Regions from separate parts of the Cricetulus griseus genome. Here region 1 is linked to region 2. A link is a contact called in public Hi-C data. All regions are on one chromosome and are shown on one strand. Each heading gives the region's core, a stretch centred on a gene start, on an enhancer-like site or on the middle of the called end of the contact. The rest is flanking DNA. Distances are from core to core; before and after follow the strand shown. Region 1 holds the start of Nxn (nucleoredoxin). Region 2 overlaps Nxn (nucleoredoxin).

Evidence for each region. Hi-C and Micro-C count contacts between places; a contact is called where the count stands out from the background.
Region 1: a contact with region 2 is called in a Hi-C map of the CHO-K1 cell line, with 3 times the contacts expected there. The contact joins the promoter of Nxn here to the enhancer-like site in region 2. A contact is called at or near these places in 3 of 8 Hi-C or Micro-C datasets (the CHO-K1 cell line and fibroblasts).

What each region holds. Positions count from the first base shown.
Region 1 is chr7:89,846,066-89,852,256 of CriGri-PICRH-1.0, reverse strand. Nxn (nucleoredoxin) reads left to right here and starts at 4,308. Exons shown (of 8, transcript XM_027426703.2): 1 at 4,308-4,787. The coding sequence starts at 4,428.
Region 2 is chr7:89,760,741-89,766,911 of CriGri-PICRH-1.0, reverse strand. All of the region lies in intron 1 of Nxn (nucleoredoxin), which reads left to right. Among named protein-coding and RNA genes, the nearest start is that of Mrm3, 74 kb to the right of the region's middle. Within about 2 kb of position 3,946, at least 1 of the 6 cell types and tissues checked has open chromatin away from gene starts, as enhancers often do. A contact at or near this core is called in the CHO-K1 cell line, where this site is marked.

The DNA.
Region 1 (6,191 bases), core at 3,059-5,558, 85 kb before region 2:
ATGAGGTCTGGGAATTGAATTTGGGTCCCTCTAGAAGAGCAGCAAGTACTCTTAACTGCTTAGTTATCTCTCCAGCCCCGAAATTTTGTTTTCCTAAAAGTTTGTGTTTTTTACGTATGTATGGGTGTATGCAGTGTGTGTGTGTGTGTGTGTGTGTGTGTGTGTGTGTGTGTGTGTGTGTGTGTGTAAGCATGCATGTGAAAGTCAGAAGATGTAAGCAGAGGCTTCTCTGTCCTGCCCTGTCCCACAGCCACTTCTAAATAACCACTCAGGGTCTAATATTAATTACAAACTGTTTGTCCTACAGTTCAGGCTTATTACTAACTAGCTCTTACATTTAAATTAACCCCTTTCTTTCTTTCTTTCTTTCTTTCTTTCTTTCTTTTCAAGATTTTCTCTGTGTGTAGCTTTGGAGCCTATCCTAGCACTTGCTCTGGAGACCAGGCTGGCCTCTGCCTCTCGAGTGCTGGGATTAAAGGCATGTGCCACCAACGCCCAGCAAAATTAACCCATTTCTATTAATCCATGTATTGCCACATGGTCGTGGCTTTTACCAGTCTTCTGACATCTTGTCTCTTGGGATGCTGGCTTGCATCTCTCCTGACTCTACCCTTCTTTCTCCCTGTATTCAGTTTGGCTTTCCCGCCTCGCTATATTCTGCCTCGCTATATAGGCCAAAGCAGGTTTTATTATCAACCAGAGAGAACAACGCATATTCACAGTGTACAGAAAGATTATCCCACAGCAAGAAGACAAGTTTGTGGCATCAGTTCTCTCCTGGGGCCCGAACTCAGGTGTCTAGGCTCGAATGATGTGCTGGCTATTTTTATGTCAACTTGACATATGCAAGAGTCATTTGGGAAGAGGGACTCTCAACTGTGAAAAATGCCTCCATAAAATTGGTCTGTAGGCTAGTCTGTGGTGCATTTTCTTAATTAGTGATTGATGGCCAGCCTATTGTAAGTGGGGCCACCTCTGGGATGGTGGTCCCAGGAGCTATAAGAAGGTAGGCTAAGGAAGCCATGAGAAGCAAGCCAGGAAGCAGCACTCCTCCATGGCCTTTACATCAACTTCTGCCTCCAGGTTCCTGTCCTGTTTTAGTTCTTGTTCTGACTTCATTTGATGGTGGACTGTCATGTGCGGAAGTGTAGGGAGAATAAACCCTTTCCCTTCCAATTGCTCTTGGTCATGGTGCTTTGTCACAGCAATGGAAATTCTAACTAAGACACCTGGAAAGTGCCTTTACCTTCGGAGGCATCTTGCCAGTCCTGGTCTATGAATCTTATTTTTATAGGACTAGGCAATTGAACTTAGGTTCTCTAGCTATGCAGCTACTCTAGCACTAAGCTACCCTTCATGACGCCTTGAAGATTTATGAATCTTTTTTTTATTTATGAATCTTAAAGGTAGCAAACATATTTGTTCTGCTGTATTTTGAATAATATCATATGCCTCAGACTGTAATTTTTCAAAAGAAACTAGTATACATCCCTTACAAAATCAGGCATGTTGTGGTTCTTTAATACATTTAAAACTTGTGTAACATAATTAGTTGAATCCTGGTTGGGACAGGATTTAAGTGTGTCTCTTAGACTCCATACAGAAGACAATGACTCTTCCCCCAGGCCAAAGAACATTGGCTACTTCTTTAAAGAAATCCAAGTGTGTCTTGTTGAGCTTTTTGTATCAAACACCCTCTGGAATTATGAGTTTGGAATAATTTCCATTGCAAATCCCCTCCTTCCACACCCCTTTGAAAGGCAGCTGCAAGCTTTGGCTTCTCACCAAGGCATGCTGCACCAACAATTCTCCAAATCGTATTTATATTTCACTTGCAGTATGTTCAAACCCTCACTTCCCCAGGTGCCAGATGCTGGCTTGGACATACTCCAGTGGAAACTGCTTTCCTGTAAAATAATGAAAGGAAAACACTCAACAAATCACCTCTTCATATCACCTTTGCACCTAGTTTACCCATGCTAAGCACTCAATAATGACGTCACTATTTTCCCCAATTCCCAATCCCCCAGAGTCCCTCTTCACTTACTTCTACTCCTGATATTCTGTTCTTTGGCTTGCCTAAGACTCAAATGCTGAGCTGGGTGGTGTTGGCTCACACCTTTAGTTCCAGCACTCGGGAGGCAGAGGCAGGTGGATCTCTAGGAGTTCCAGGTCATCTTAACCTGGTCTACAGAGTGAGTTCCAGGATAGCCAGAGTCACACAGAAAAACCCCATCTCAAAAACAAACAAATAAATAGATACAAATGCTTAGAGTCTTTTCAGTTTTGTTTTTTGAAACAGTGTATCACTATGTATCCCTGGCTGGCCTGGAATTGTTACATAGACCAGACTGGTCTCAAACTGAGATCTGCCTGCCTCTGCTTCTGCCTTCTGAGTGCTGGGATTAAAGTTGTGCGCCACCCTGCCTGGCTTCCTTTCACATTTTTAGAATTTGTCTGATGATGCCTGAGTATAGATGTCTATCTGTCAAACATGCTTCCAAACATGTGAAACCAAATACCTACTCAGGAGCATTTCAAATGTGACTCAGGTGGGAAGAGAAAACATTTTAACCTACGGGATTTATTTTGAAACAGAACCTCCCTCTGTAGCCCAGGCTAACTTGGAATTTAAGATTCTGTTGCTTTCAATCTCCAGACAGCTGGAATGACAGGAATGCACCTCACATCCATCCATTTAAGGCTTTAGAAACAGGATTCTAGGGGTGCTGGAGACCTGGCTCAGTAGTTAAGAGCACTAGAGAATCCATGTTTGGATCCCTACATTTACATAGGGTGACTCAGAGTGCCCTCTACTAACACACACACACATACAGGTACACACGGATATGACAATATTTATTTAGCATTTTGAGACAAGGTGCCACTATGTAGCCCTGGTTATTGTAGGCCAGGTTAGCCTCAAACAAAGATCTGCCTCCTAGGTGCTGGGATTAATGGCATGAGCAGCCCGCCTTTTCTGGCACCAGTATGTAGAGATTGGCAGGCCACTCTGCCTTTGTCTTAATGACTTTCTCTGGTTTGTGTGAAGACATTTTATGGAGCTGACCACTTACACATTTCTTCCTACCACCTTAAACACATTGAGGACCTTGGGGGCATTTGTGCCAGAGCTGGAGGTAACGTTCTGAAGTTTAAATGTTCTCCTGTCATGCACTTTGGTGTGTGTGTGTGTGTTGTAGTGGAGGAAACCTGTGTAATTAAAGTATTCTGTGTTCAGATAGTTAATCTTGCACCTTGTGTGCTGTACTCTTCCATTAGATGGCAGCAGATGCGAAAGAAATAAATTCCAAAACCTTGGAGGATGGCTGGTGGTTGGGTTTTCTTTTTAAAATGTCACTGTTGGTAGCTGAGCTGATACACATCAATGGTCCTCGTGTGTGTGTGTGTGTGTGTGTGTGTGTGTGTGTGTGTGTGTTGTCTAGGAGTAATGGGAGGTCAGGAGACTTTCCATAAGGCCATTTGTTTAGTTAAGGTCCTTCCTAAGCATTGGAAAGCATCTTTCAACATGGGGGGGGGATCCTTAGAATTTTCTCAACCACCAGCAGACCTGAGATAAGCTATGGAGCCGAGTCAGGAGAGCAGCCAACACTGATTTAGAGACGCTGCGCCATCTGTTGCATACATTTACGGAAATGGAAGAGAGCCATTACCCATCGGGGGATGGTTCCAGCGACCTGTGGACTGAAATCCCTCACTGTGACTTGCAATCAGCCCACAAGTATTTATGAATTCTCTCTCTTGTGCCTGGCACAAGAAACAGAGAGGTGGCGCCCACCAGTCTACTTATAGTAGCAAGCACAAAACACACACATGACTGCTGAACAAGACCTGGCCTGATACAGTGACATTGGACGATGAAGACGTTAAATCCTACAAGTTTTATACGAGGTCACTGAGGTTTGAAATGATTTAAGAGCTAGTATAGGGAAGGGAGTAGGAGAGGCTGGAAGAGAGCAAGAACCGGTACATAACTCCAGTGTGAAGAGGGTTTAGAAGTAGAAGGCGAGAGGAATTAGGGGGCAGCTGTGCCGCAGCCTCGGAAAGCGCCAGTTCGGGGGACCCTTCTCCTGCCCTAGGTCGGGGCATTCTGGTCCTGGTGTAGAACTCGGGTCAGGTTTCTTACATTGGCCACGTACAGGAGGCCCGCGCCAAGGCGCCAGCTGCTGCGGGCCTGCCTGCACAGCGCGGGCCAGCTACGGAGGGGGGTGTGGCTATGGAGGGCGTGGCTGGGCGGCCCTGTGGGCGGGGCCCCCTCCCAGCCGCTGCCGCCGCCGCCACCGCCGCCGCCGCCGCCGCTTCTGCCTCCGCCCGCCGCGCGGACCAGCGAGCCGGGTAGCAGCCGTGAGCCTGCCCGCCCGCCCGTTCGCCCGCCCGCCCGCGTGCCGGGGCTGCGGTGGGCCAGGATGTCGGTCTTCCTGGAGGAGCTGTTGGGCGACAAGCTGGTGACGGGCGGCGGCGAGGAGGTGGACGTGCACTCGCTGGGAGCCCGCGGCATCGCGCTGCTGGGGCTCTACTTCGGGTGCAGCCTGAGCGCCCCCTGCGCGCAGCTCAGCGCCAGCCTGGCCGCCTTCTACAGCCGCCTGCGAGGGGACACGGCCGCCGGGCCGGGGGCCGGGGCGGGGGCGGGCGCGGCCGCTGAGCCAGAGCCCCGGCACCGCCTGGAGATCGTCTTCGTATCCTCAGACCAGGACCAGCGGCAGTGGCAGGACTTCGTGCGGGACATGCCATGGCTGGCGCTGCCCTACAAGGAGAAGCACCGGAAGGTGAGTAGCGCGGGCCCGGCGGCGCCCCCGGCCTGCAGGCGCGTACCACGCTCCGGGAGCCAGCTGCTAGCCGCCCCCACTCGCTGTCCTCAGGCCTGCCTTCTCTGTTTTGGCTGGCTCCCCCCTCTTGCCCCATCCAGGACCCCGCCGGGTTAGGGCGCTCGCGGCAACTCCTAGGTGCCAGTGCCTGATTGCGCCCACGCTACGAAGTTTGACACCCCTCGGGTCCACGCACCGGGAATCGTGTAGGGGTGGCGGTGCTCTGCCCTTCCCGCTTCCCGACCACCACCATCCTCCGCCAGCCACTTGACTCCCCGCAGATACCTGTACCGTGTGGGGGAGGGCACCAGCCCCCTTCCCATAATGCCCACACCAGGAAGTTTCCTTTCTTTCCCAGATAAAAATCTTGCCTTCCTTGGGCCCCCTCCCCAATGGCCAGGGACCCGGAGGCGTCTGCTGACGGCTGTTTCAGGAGAGAGGGGAGCCCAATCCTTTCCCCCTTTCTTCCCTTGCCCCCCGCCCCGCCCCCTGGGCTGAGTTAGTGGCCACCGGGGAGCTTTTCATTGTCTGGCTGTCCAGCGATCTTCCCAGGCCCAGAACAGCCCCGTCCTTGTAGATGCCATAGTTTCGTGGTGGGCCGTTTGCTGTCTTGGTATACTTCGAATTAAATGCAGAACTGATCCCATCGGTACAGATGAATGACAAGACGACAAATGGCCCACCAGTTTGCTGATGAAGTTAGTTTGGGTTTCACAGTGTATCTGTTGGGTGAAGACGTTTGTTTCAATAAAACAAATTCAAGAGGTTTTGTCATGAGTGGTAACAGGAAAAGTTTTGGCGTGCCCTTGCTTAATTCGCGTGGCTAATGCAATGTGTGAATCCAGCCCTTTCGCTTTCCGAACAGCTTCTCAGTTTATGGGGCGCACAGGAGAAAGGCTACTCCGGGGGCATTTAAGTTCCCCCAGGGAGGGTGGTAACACATGCCACGTGTTCCTTTTATATGTACAGAATCATGTTGAGACGAATGATTTAGACTTAGTGAGAGCAAAAGGCTTATAATTTGACCTCAAAATGTCCTGAGTAAATCATTCATCCCAAAGCAGTGTAAGGCACAGATGTGAGATTTAAAGTTTGAAATATAGCTTAAGAAATACAGTTGCTAAATTTAACATTGGAAAAACATCAGCCCACTAACCACACAGAAGCAAGACTTTGCATCTTAACTATTTTTCCAAGTTATTATGCCCCTATTTGATTTAGATGCCTGCTAGGATATGAATATGCATGATTACTACTTTTTGCTTAAAAATATGGGAATCCTTTGTTTTCTTTTTGGTGGTTGTTTTGATGATCCTTTTGGGAAGAAGTAATGTTCAGAAAAATAATTTATTGAAAAAATACTTT
Region 2 (6,171 bases), core at 2,697-5,196:
CATACACATACCCATCACCCAGGGCAGCTTTCATATGGCAATCCTGTTCTCAGTCCTGCATGCTTTAACTGCAGACAGTTTGGTCTTTAAAGATGTTGTTTTGGTTTTATTTTAATCATGATCCATTGGGGATGATAAACACACTGTGATCTCCCCCAGCCCACCACCCAGTTCTGAACAGTAAGATCAACTCTTGCCTGTGTTTGAACGCCCCTCCCACAGAATGGATCTACGCAGGTAACTGCAGCTTGTGAGGCCAACTGTTTGATAGCAGGATCTCTTGCTCCATTGCTGGCAGCTCTGTCTTTTGCCAGCTATGTGGCTCTGTGGACCCCAGTTCTGCCTCCCTGGCTACATGGATCCCCTGTTCTATCTCCCCTCCTGCCTTTGAGTTGCCCCAACAAGGCTGGAGTCTCTTGAATCCTGGTTTCTGTCCAAGTCTGTTTTGTACTATGATGAAATACTTCAGGGTGAGGAATTTATAAAGAACAGAGGTTTTGAGGCTGGGGACTTGGCTTAACGGGTAAGAGAACTTGCTGTGCTAATGTGAGAACCTAGTGAGGAAATTACATGATGAGGCAGACTGGCAAGTGTCAGCCCAGGCTGCTGCTTCATTCATTAGTTTATTTATTTGTTTGTCTGTTTGAGACAGGATCTAAGTCTCTGGCTGGCCTGTAACTTTCCATGTAGACCAGGCTGGCTTTGAATTCACAGAGATTTCCCCTGCCTTTCCCTCCTAAGTATATTATCACTCCCAGCTTTTCCTCCTTTTACAACCCACAAGTCCATCAAGCATGCCCTACCATAATGACCCTGTGGGATCTCAGTTATCGGCAGCATATGAATTTGGAGGTTAACATTCATGCATTTTGGGGGATATATTCCAACCATTGTAGATACCCACTCTGTAGGAAGTATATACGTCTGTATAGCAGCAGCGCAGAAACACATGGTAGCAGGGCAGTAAGGAAGAGGCACAGGGGCTTTTGCTGTGTGAAAGCAGTTTTCTGTCCTTCCTGGAGTAGGACCGAGGCTCTGATGCCCTCATCAGAATTACTTAGCCTCTCTTTCCATCATGATGGTAATGCCTCCTTTGGGGGGACTTGGGGACTAAATGAGATTATGTGCGAGAGGTCAGGACCATGCAATGTGTATGGCAGGCTCTTCCTAAGAGGTGGTGTTAGGAGCTATAAAGCTAGAGAGGAAGTTAAGGCAGTTGAGACATTGTATCCCTAAGAAATACGTTTAATACAGCTGGGTTTTGCTGAAGCCTGCTAAGTAGGAATCTCAGTATGTCTCCTGTCCTAGATGACTACTATGCTTATTGAAAAGTGAAATGAAATGCATCCCATTTTGTGCCTTAACCATCAGGGCTTTCGTTCATCCAGCAAATATTTGTTAAGCTCTAGCACCTGCAATTTTCCTAGTGTCTGAGGAGGTACTAAAGAAACATTGAACAAAACAGTCTCTACTTATGATTTAAACAGGGAGACAAATAGAAACCCAGTCATTACTCTGCAGAGCCATAATTGCTATTAAATGAACTGACACATGTCATGTGGTTGTACCCAGAGCCTGGCCCTGTCACAGAAAGCCATCAATTAAATGTGTGAGTCCTTTATCAAGTGAAGGGGTGAGGGGAAAGGAGGGAGGGAGGAGGCAGGGGCACCTAGGAGAGAGACTTCTAAAAACAACTCATGTTGATCAAGGTCCTGGGGAAGGTGATGAGGTAGGCAGGTGAGGGGTGAGGGGAGAACAGTAGGGGGAGGGTGGTTGGAGGGTGCTGTAGATGGTTTCAAGAAAAGAAGGCACTGCCTTTGGGCATCTGGCTAAGGAATTTGATCATTATCCTTGCAATGAGGGGAACACCAGAAGGACTTCAACAGAGAGGCTGTGTTATGTATGACAGACAAGATGGTCAGGGGCAGGGGCAGCAACTTGGGATATCCAGACTGGGATAGAGATGAGAAGAGTGGCTTGAGGAGATGCCTGTGGGATTCCAGTTGTGAGGAAGAAGAAGCTGGAAGGAATCCTAATTTTCTGGTTTGGGAAACTGGGTGGAGAGTAGTTGGTGTCATTCACTGAGACAAAGAACAATAGCAAAGACAGACAGGGAAAGAGGTAGCATCCCTTGTGGGAACAATACTCAAGAGAAAGGCACCCTGCATATACTTTAGAATTCTTAGTTACCTTTATTCTTGGAGAGAGGAACCAATGTTTTTGTTGTTGGTTTTGAAATAGGGTCTCACAATGTAGCACTGGCTGGTCTGGAACAGGCTATGTTGACCAGGCTGGCTTTAAACTTACAGAAGCCCACTTGCTCCTGCCTCTCCAATGCTGGGATTAGAGGTATACTTCACCGTAACTTACAAAAATCATAGTTCTTCAGTGTGTTCAGTGTATTTGGACAACTGGTATACCTATTGAAATCTCCTCCTAAACAAGATGTAAAATGTTCCATCTCTCTGCAAAATTCTCTCATGTTCCTTTCCAGTTTACTTATAAGACACATTTTGAATCTTTTTATAGCTCATGTCCATCTAAAGATAAAACCGCCATTCAACCTTGCCTGTCTGCTCTTTGTCCTAAGTCCTGACCCCATGTGCACTCCCCAAGCAGGGCGCAGCTCCCTGGCATCTGAGGAGCAGAAAGGAAGGAGAGCTCTGAGCCACCAGAGCTTGGTCCAGCCAGCTTCTTGAAGCTCAAGTCCAGGCTGCGGGTTTTGTAGACAAGAATCTCATTTTGACAAACTTTTCTGTTGCCAGAACAACAGCCTTGCTTGCTTTTGATTTGAATGTTAACTACCTTTCACAGCTTATCGTGTACCCTCTCACCTGCTCTTTCTTTCTCCTTCCCTCCCTCCCTCCCTCCCTCCCCTCTTTCCTTCCTTTTTTATTTGAGAAAGGGTCTTGCCATGTAGTCCAGGCTACTCTGGGACATACTCTGGTGCCTCAGCCTTTCCAGTGCTGAGATTCTAGGCCTGTACCCAATGCTTTGCACAGTCAGCCTTGACTATTGGGCCCAAAAGATGTTCTGCTCTAAACCCATGTAATGGAGTTGAGTGACAGATGTCTAGCCCCACCCCCTTAGTGAAGTAGGTAACTCATCTTCCTTTTCTGACTGCTTCCTTTGCCTCCCACTTGGGGGGGGGGTGCCAGCTCGAGGGTTGTTTCTTAGAGTCTGGGTTTTCTTTTGGTGGCATCTATTTTGATTCTGGTTAGCTTTAATCAGAAAATAAATACTTTTAATTTCTTCCTGGACTAGCTAAGATATATATATATATATATATATACATATATATATATATGTATATATATATATATATCCCATGTGGGAATGATAGGAAATGCTGCCCTGTTGGGGAAATGGGTCATTTCCAAGATTTTCTCTCAAGGAAGAGTGTAACTCATAGTTTACTAAGAAAGGCTCAAAAAAGCAACGAAAAATAATTATTCAGATCCTTTTTCCCTTGCATATGTTCCTAATCAGAGCTAAGGTGAACCCCAGCTTTGGTCATCAGTTCAGAATTACTCCTATCATTTTATAGATGCCATGTAGAAAAACCCTCCTCCCCTAGAAAGAATGAACAGGATTTGTGCCCTAATGAAGCTGAAGACATTTTGGTTTTCGTTAGGGGTGTGGCGGGACATTTGCCTATGTCTATGAGGTCCTGGGTTCCACACCAGCACAGGAAAAATCACGTGAACAAAGTCCACTATGATCTCACTGTTTTTTATTTATTGGATTAAAAAGATAAATTCCTTCAGTGAAACCTCACCCTTGAACTTGGTACTTTTGAAAATGTGCTTGGAATGAAAGTAGAGTTCCTTTTTAACCAAACCAAACATAGCTTGGGAATTCTTTCGCCAGCATCAATCGTTCTCAGTGTCTTTTGTTAGTCACTTTCTTCTTGGCTCAACGCAGTACTTCACCACCACGGGTATTGTGGTTGGATTCCATACCTGTGAGAAGTTTCTGGAGACTTTTGGCTCAGACCAAACAGACTTAGGTTCTGTCTTTGGATCATTCTTTTTGCTGCCCCCTGCTGGTTGTCAGGAACAGACACCTACAGAGAAGGTCCCCCACTTTAACTTGGAACCAAAGGCCAAGTTCAGCCAACACAGGGGAGGTTTTATTATCAGGCATCCCTGTCATTAGTTAACAAGTGGTGTCTTGCCAGCTTGCCAGAGGGACCTTGAGTTTTCTGAGCCCCAAACCCAAATCATTTCCAACCAGTTTTTTTTCCTCAAAACACTTTGCTCACTTCTTCCCTCCTTCCTGGCTCTCTGCCTGCTCTCCCGTAGACATACCTTTGCACTCCATACTCAGCCACACCGGTCTGCTTCAGGGCTCCCTAAACATACCACCCACTCTTGCACCTGTAGGCCCTGGGCAGATGGTGCCTCCTGGCAGTGCTGTCCCTTCATTGTCTGATGAGGTTGTGTTGTAGCCAATGGTCCTTCAGATGCCGCTTCTACAAGACATTTCCACCGTGCAGTTGTCAGTTGGCTGCCAGATTTGTTGTGACATTCACTTTTGCTTTGGTTCATGGTTGGTTTTCTTTTTTCTTTCTTTTCTCCTCCCTCCCTCCCTTTTTTTTCCGTGGAAACAGCCTCACAGACAGTATCTGTGTTTTTTGGAGACATGGTTTCTCCCTATAGCTCTGGTTGTCCTAGAACTCACTCTGTAAAGTAGGCTGGCCTTGAGCTCAGAGATCCACCTGACTCTGCCTCTGCCTCTGAGTGCTGGGATTAAAGGTGTACACCTTTATCCTGCCTGGTAATAAATGTAGCTGTTTTTTTTTGTGTGTGTGTGTTGTTGTTGTTTGTTTGTTTGTTTGTTTTAAGTTTTTGTTTTTTAAGCACTCAAGAAGCAGAGGCAGGAGGATCATGAGTATGAGGCCAGTCTAGGTCTACCGAGTGAGTTCCAGGACAGCTAAGACTACACAGAGAAACCCTGTCTCAAAAAAAACCAAAAGAAAAAACAAAAACCCTGTATCGTGTGTGTGTGTGTGTGTGTGTGTGTGTGTGTGTGTGTGTGTGTGTGTGTGTGTGTATTGTGTTATGGAGGTCGGGACAACTTGCAGCGGTCAGTCCTCTCTTTTTACTGTGTCAGTCGCAGGGATAGAACTTAGGTAGTCAGACTTAGTGGCAAGCACCTTTACCCACTAGGTCTTCCCACTGGTCTAGCTTTTGACTTTTCTGTCTTCTACTCTAGTGTCCCCAAGGTCCAGATCAAGTTTTCTAGTCTATGTCTAACCTTGTTTCCAATAGTTTCTATTAACAATGTCACAAATTAGTCACCATGGGCAGGCTACATGGCCCCTGCCTCACCATCGCCACAGCCCCCCCCCAACATCTCTGACAGCCTCTGGGGTGTTTTATTTTATAGACCCCAAAAGTTTGCGGTTTCCCAAGTACATGGGGCTCCCAGCCCCTTGCCCTTGGATGCCTTCCCCTTCTCTGTCCTACCTCCTGATCAAATGCAGTTCATTCTTGAAGAGGCAGTTCAGATGTTCTGACTCCCTTCTTGCTTGCCCTGACTTGCTTCGGATTGAATAATGAAAATAGCTGGTGCCTATGTAGCGTGACTCATAAGCCCAAGACATTGTTCTCAGCGTTTTAGGTGTATTAACCGATTTCCCTTGCATTATTACGGCATTATAATGCTTACATTCGGCCGTATTCTAACGGTTTATTTACACATTTCTTCCTTACAGACTCAGGGCTTCCTTAAGGGCAAGCCCCATGTATCAGTTGTTTTTATGACCCAGTCTTTCGCACAGGGTTTCACATGTAGGAGGAACCCAGAAATGCTTCATAAAGCTGTTTTTTAATGCAGTCCCTGGTCACCTCGTTCTTGTTTAGCATAGTACAAAGTGGTTTTGATTGTGCACAATGTGTGGCAGGCTGGAGTTATCCCTTGTAAATGAGGGACAGAGGCATAACTAATGAAGGAAGCTGGCGGGAGGTGCTGGTGTAGCCCTAGCCAGGGAATCGACACAGGTCCTATTTCCTACACTCATGTACCTTCTGTGTGGAAGACGTGCTAGGCATGAGGCATGTTTAGAGATGGGGACAAGCAGTATGTGAGCAGTGGCCAAAATAAGACGCTCTCACGAACCAAACCAAGGCCAAATGCCTTGCCTGGTTCAGTGTCTCAGCATTCACT